Linked DNA regions of Ovis aries: region 2 is linked to region 1. The links are chromatin contacts, called in public Hi-C maps. All regions are on one chromosome and are shown on one strand. The core of a region is the stretch at or near the end of the contact, and the rest is flanking DNA. Distances in the headings are between cores, read along the strand shown. Region 1 holds the start of SLC2A3 (solute carrier family 2 member 3). Region 2 holds the start of NECAP1 (NECAP endocytosis associated 1).

Evidence for each region. Hi-C and Micro-C count contacts between places; a contact is called where the count stands out from the background.
Region 2: a Hi-C map of tail adipose tissue shows a contact between it and region 1, with 4 times the contacts expected there. The contact joins the promoter of NECAP1 here to the promoter of SLC2A3 in region 1. A contact is called at or near these places in 8 of 16 Hi-C or Micro-C datasets (blood, hypothalamus, liver and 3 more).

What each region holds. Positions count from the first base shown.
Region 1 is chr3:207,059,454-207,062,614 of ARS-UI_Ramb_v3.0, reverse strand. It overlaps SLC2A3 (solute carrier family 2 member 3), which reads left to right and starts at 1,674. Exons shown (of 10, transcript NM_001009770.1): 1 at 1,674-1,803. The coding sequence starts at 1,789.
Region 2 is chr3:207,199,747-207,202,907 of ARS-UI_Ramb_v3.0, reverse strand. It overlaps NECAP1 (NECAP endocytosis associated 1), which reads right to left and starts at 1,694. Exons shown (of 8, transcript XM_004006895.5): 1 at 1,587-1,694. The coding sequence starts at 1,681.

The DNA.
Region 1 (3,161 bases), core at 425-2,924:
GTGGTGATAATTTTGTAACGTATATAAATATCAAACCAGGTGTGACTGAGCTCTCTTCTCTGTCCACCTGAAACTATCACAACATTGTTAATCGGCTATACTCCAAGACAGAAGAAAAAGTTTAAAAAGATAAAACCAAAAAACTTTTATCCCCCCAAAATAATAAAAAATACCGAATCAGTATGTTGTACACCTAAAACTAATATAAAAATGTCAGTCAATCATACTTCAGTTGTTTTTTTTTTTTAATCCTCATTTAAGGACAGACCACATGAGGTGGTTTGTTTCAGGCCCCGTAGTGCCAGTTTGGATTCCAGGTGCCCAACCAAAACCCCAAAGGAAGATACACTATCAGCAGTGACTCCTCCAGCCAAATTCTACCTCTTCACCTGTTTCTGCCCCTCTTCCCCCGGCTGGGGTTGCTAGGCTACAGATTAATAGGCATTGGGAACTTGACTATTGATAATTTCCCACCATAAAGGCCTGACATAATTGCTCACCCAACTCTTTAACTACAACTAAACTGCCCCCCTTCCTTTACTCTCACATGGGAGTCACTTCACTGGCCTTTTATTTTCCTTCATCTTCCTCTGCTCTCATTTTCCTTCTATCTTTTTCCTCCTCATCTTGCTCACTTCTCTTGTATGGCTTGGAAATCAGATGTGTATCTCATGCTTTTCTCTCACAGCCTAGAAGGAATAGGATGTTGGCAGTTCTCTCCAGCTGTGTAAGAAGCAGTTGCCCTGGTCCCTCTTGAATGTTTGAAGTGGAAGAAGGGGAGCACCGTCGATTCCTGAGGGCCTGGATTTTTTGATCTTCTCTACTGATGAATCCCCAACTTCTTTCTGATACACAGTTTGTGCTCTGCAAATAAAATACCTGTTTAATGGAACCTTACAGCTGTTCTCTCTCTAGATGCTGTCAACATGGGACTAGGGGCAAAACACTGCAGAGTGGGTGGGATTCAGCTGGGTGGGAAGCTGGTGAACAACATTTTCAGGAGTGTGGATTGTGTCCCAGGCCAGCTGATTCTCTGCTTCCTGGAACCCAGGAAGAATTGGTTTGGCTCCTGGATATTCAGGTTTTCCCCCAGGAGAGACTATGCTAAGTCAGAGGGCAAGTGGAGCCAAAAGCTCTTCCAATTCTTCCTTCTTTGGCTTTCCTTCTCCAGACTGTCCTTCCCTCCCCTCCAAGATTGTAGACACAGCCTGCAATCAAAGAGCAGCTGATAAAGTCATAGGATTATGAATGTTTTCTGTTCACATCCAGCGACCTTTGCCGAATATGGATAGCCTTTATTCTCACCTTTTTACGGATTGATTCAATTCTGAGCCCTTGCGAGAGCAAAAAATAAAGTGTATCTGCCCTCCCTCCAGGGTTTTTCTGGTAGCATTTTGTCTGTGAAACGTGCTCTTAAAACGGGGAAGGAGGAGAAGCTTTAAAAAAAAAAAATGAAGTAGGGTGGGGGCAGGATGTGGTTTTCCAAAGCAGGCTTGAAGGGTGGGTTGGGGGGTGTTGCCTAGGGAGGGGGCAGTGTTTGAGGTCTACACTTACGAGGAGCTCCAAAGATTGGAGGCGGGTAGGGTGGGGCTGGGGGCTTGTCTCCCGGGCTCCGCCCTCTCCGAAGCTTATATAGGCGCATGAGATATAGGCTCCGCTACTGAGGACCTGGAGGAAAACTTGCCGCCGATAGAGGACATTTTGGAGGTTTTGCTGCCTGGAAGAGGGGTCTCTGGAGTCCCACTCCTAGATCTTTATCGAAGATTTGAAAAGAATTAAATTAGGGCCATGGGGACCACGAAGGTAAGAGCGATACGGTTACCGGTTATTTTTGCCGGCTTGGGTTGCACTCGGAAAGGCAAGCTATACCGGCGTTGGCTGAGCTCTGTTCCGCGGAGTCACCTAGCAATCTGGAAGCCTTTCCCATTGCTCTCCCAGCCTGCAGTGCCGCACTTACACAATTCTTTTCGGATGTCATGTCCTATGAAGGATTTATCCCAGTTCCATTCACCTTCTTGGTGTGGGAAAAGTCACCTGGAGAAGTTGTTTGTATTACACACATGGGTGTGTGTGTTTGTGTTTTCTTTAATACAATTACATGCTTTTGAGGATGTGAAGTTGAGCGTTCAGGGGATCGGGGGCGTATGGTGGTGTTGATGCTTTAGACCTTGAAAAGACCTGAGGTTTGTTTTGGGGGTGCCGGGTCGGTGTCCAGCCATCATCTGTTCTATGACTTGTGGGATTCCCTGAATTACCTAAGGAGAGAGAATTCCATGATTGTAACCGCACAGTATATTTATTATTGAGTGTTGTGGATGCGGTATTTGCTGGGAGAAGGGCATTTTCACTAAGGTAATTTATCTGAAAATAAAAGATGGGAGAAGGGATGAAAAAGTAGGAAGGCCCTCAGGAGTTAAATGATGAGAGAAAATAAGAGGTTTCTACTAAAAGGAGTGAATGAAATAGAAAGCGCTGCCCCCGCTGGCCTCGGGGGTACTTAGATGCCGGTGGAGGCAAGGTCAATTTGGGGAACTGTTAACTCGAGGCCTGCCACTGCCTGACTTGATAGGGAAGGAGTTTAAGATGAGAAAGGGTTGGCGGGGGCGGGGAGCTCTCAGGCATAAAAACTGAGCTCTCTTGGGGTGGAAATTAAGATCACACCTACTAGAATTATCCCCGACAAGGTGAGTGATGACTGGGTTGGTTTCAGCACAGCCCCCTCACAAAATGTCTCCATTTTGGATTGGGAGTCAGCTTGTTCTCGCCCCCTGGTGGGTGGGTGGGGGATAGCAGTACCTCTTTAAGGGAACGGGAAGAATTTCAGATGGGACCAAGGAAGGGTACGGTGGTACGGCGGGCGGATCCTGCACATTCTGGGACCCAGAGTTGCGAGCAGCCTGGTGATGACGACACATCAGTACCACTCGTGCTTTTGTGGAATTTGGGGTACGGGTGAGCCTACACTGGCTCTAGCTGGTCGCGGAATAATCTGTTCTAAGAACAATCCTAAGGCTTTGCTGTCTGCCCTCAGTTTTTTCTATCCCTGAGCACAATTCTGTGCTTGCCTGGGGATTTATTTACCTGGGGCTGCTGTTTGAATACTGACAAACGGACTAACCCAGTTCTCCTAACTTGTCCCTTCCAAAATTTTCTTTCCAGAA
Region 2 (3,161 bases), core at 445-2,944, 140 kb before region 1:
TTACCTTATTTAACAGATTAATCAATGCTAATTTAAGTGTAACCTATTAATTCTTTTCAGTCAACATTTACAGAGTCTCCACTATGTGCAGGAAACTGTGCTAGATCCTAGAAAATGTTTAAAAGATCTAAGTTTAAGAAGACCTCAAGTTGTTCATGGTCTAGTCTGGTGAACTGGGAGAACAACCAACCAATTAGAACGTAGAAGGCAGGCAAGTGATAGAGTCAAGAACAAGCACTATGGAGGGACGCAGAGCACACCTAATCCAGAACAAAAAGGTCAAGGAAGGCTGGCCAAAGGAAAAGAGGTCTCAGCTGACTCACAGGTATTAGGCCCCGTGACTATCATCAAAAAGCATGTAGAGTCTTATTCACAGTCAGCTGGGGTCTGATTGAAAGCCTGAAATTAGGATTACCTTTTAGGTAATCACAGGATCTAGTGCACAGGTCAGCAAGCACAGAGATACTGATTCAGGATGAACAAACCTCTGATAAGGAAGTACAACATAAGACACAGGGAGAGGGTAATTTTTAAGCCGAGGTAACAAATGACAAGAGGAAAATCATGCTGGTGATGTGAGTCAGAGAGAGAAATCAAAATACTGTATTTATCGACTGCTTTACTGTTTACTGAATTCTTTTTAGGAAATTCATTTTTAATTATTTTTACATTTATTATGATTTCATTTAACTCTCCAAAAACTTCTAAAGGTACATAGCTAGAGTAGGTTTTATTATCACCCCCTCCCCCATCCTCTTTTTTTTTTTTTCTATTTTACAGATGAGAAAACTTAGGCTTGGAGAGGCTAAAAGATTTGTATCAAATCACATAGCTGTTAAATTGCCAGGGCTCACACTCATATTTTTTAACAGGTAACCCAGTGAGTTGCAAGTTAATTCTTTGGACTGCATGTCCATAACTTTAGACAGCATCCTCAAGCCCTCATAGTCATTGGGTTACAAAATGGTTAGTTAGCCCTCCAGATAAAACGCTGTGTTAACTCTGAAAGTAAAAACTATATGAGAAGTTAAGAGGGAAGGAAGGCTTGAAAATACTATAATATCACCTATACTATAGTATATGGTGGATGGTGGTATTTGGTGGCAAGACTGAACGGCACAAAAGATAAACTATCTCATCCAGAGAGGGGCCTAAGACACAATAATCACCAACAAATGCGCACCAGGTATTGGAAATAGGGGGTGCGGGGGGTGGGAAGTAGGGATGGGACGATAAGGGTGACAACTTGAAGGACGCAGGCATGAGCGAAGGAAAGGTGACTGGCCAAGCCGCAGACACGACAGGAGGAGAATAATGGGGAGCAGATGGGTAACCCAGAGGGGTCCGGGGGGAGAGCGGTGGGAGGGTAGAGGATGGTAATTTTTTTTTTAAGAGCCGGAAACAAGGATGTCGGCAGTCCAGAGTGGGGAAACAGCAGGGGGAAAGGTGACAAAAACCCAGGTGGTCAGGCTAGCAAGGTAACAATCCAGAGGCGGCAATGGCACGGACGGGCGGCCTGCTACCTGGGAAACAAAGTGTCAAGCCCGACCGGGTGAGCGCGTGCCGCAGTGACTCGAAGTTAGTACCTGTAACCGCGGTTGGAGGCCCGAGGAGGAATCCGGTAGACGCTGACGTCAGGCTTCACACACAGTACAGACTCGTACTCCAACTCGGACGCCATCTTGGCTCTACTCGCAGGGCCGCGGGGGGCGGGGCGGCAGCGCGGGGGCGGGACGTAGAGCCGGGGACTTAACTTCTAAAACAACTTCCGTTTACGCACTTCCGCTGACGCCACTTCCTCGAGAGTTCGGCAGGCGTCCTGAGATTAACCGCCGTTGGCGCTGGTTGCGGAAGCCATGTTGAAACCTGGAAACGGTGAGGTTGCGGGAATCACCATTTTGGGTAATGGCAAGGATGCCTTCCAAGTGCGTGATTCACGTTAAGGATATCTCCATCCCCGAAAGGCGAGAAGGGAAAGCGCCATCTTGCTCTCGGGAGGTGCCAGCAGTGCTCTGGGAGAACGAGGACCATCTCGAAGCCTGGCGAATTTTTTTTCTTCCAAGAGTCACTTCTTAACCGTAGTTTCCAAGAGAAAAGAGGTATCCGCGGGTCCGTAATCCCAAATTGGATACCTGTGAAAAAGTTGGCTTAAAGCTCAACATTCAGAAAACTAATATCATGGCATCTGGTCTCATCACTTCATGGGAAATAGATGGGGAAACAGTGGAAACAGTGTCAGACTTCATTTTGGGGGGGGCTCCAAAATCACTGCAGATGATGACTGTAGCCATGAAATTAAAAGTCGCTTACTCCTTGGAAGGAAAGTTATGACCAACTAGATAGCATATTCAAAAATAGAGACATTACTTTGCCAACAAAGGTCCATCTAGTCAAGGCTACGGAGAAGGCAATGGCACCCTACTCCAGTACTCGCCTGGAAAATCCTATGGACGGAGGAGCCTGGTAGGCTGCAGTCCATGGGATCACGAAGAGTCGGATAGGACTGAGCGACTGCACTTTCGTGCATTGGAGAAGCAAATGGCAACCCACTCCAGTGTTCTTGCCTGGAGAATCCCAGGGACCGGGGAGCCTGGTGGGCTGCCGTCTGTGGGGTCGCACAGAGTCGGACACGACTGAAGCGGCTTAGCAGCAGCAGCAGCAGCAGCAGCAGCAGCAGCAGCAGTCAAGGCTATGGTTTTTCCAGTAGTCATGCATGGATGTGAGGACTGTGAAAGCTGAGCACCAAAGAACTGATGCTTTTGAACTGTGGTGTTGGAGAAGACTCTTGAGAGTCCCTTGGACTGCAAGGAGATCCAACCAGTCCATTCTAAAGATCAGTCCTGGGTGTTCTTTGGAAGGAATGATGCTACAGCTAAAACTCCAATACTTTGGGCACCTCATGCAAAGAGTTGACTCACTGGAAAAGACTCTGATGCTGGGAGGGATTTGAGGCAGGAGGAGAAGGGGACGACAGAGGATGAAATGGCTGAAATGGCTGAGCCCACTCACTCGATGGGCATGAGTTTGAGTGAAGTCCACGAGTTAGTGATGCACAGGGATGCCTGGCGTGCTGCAGTTCATGGGGTCGCAAAGAGTCGGACACGACTGAGCGACTGAACTGAACTGAACTTAAAGACAGTGTATAATCCAGGCCTAGACAT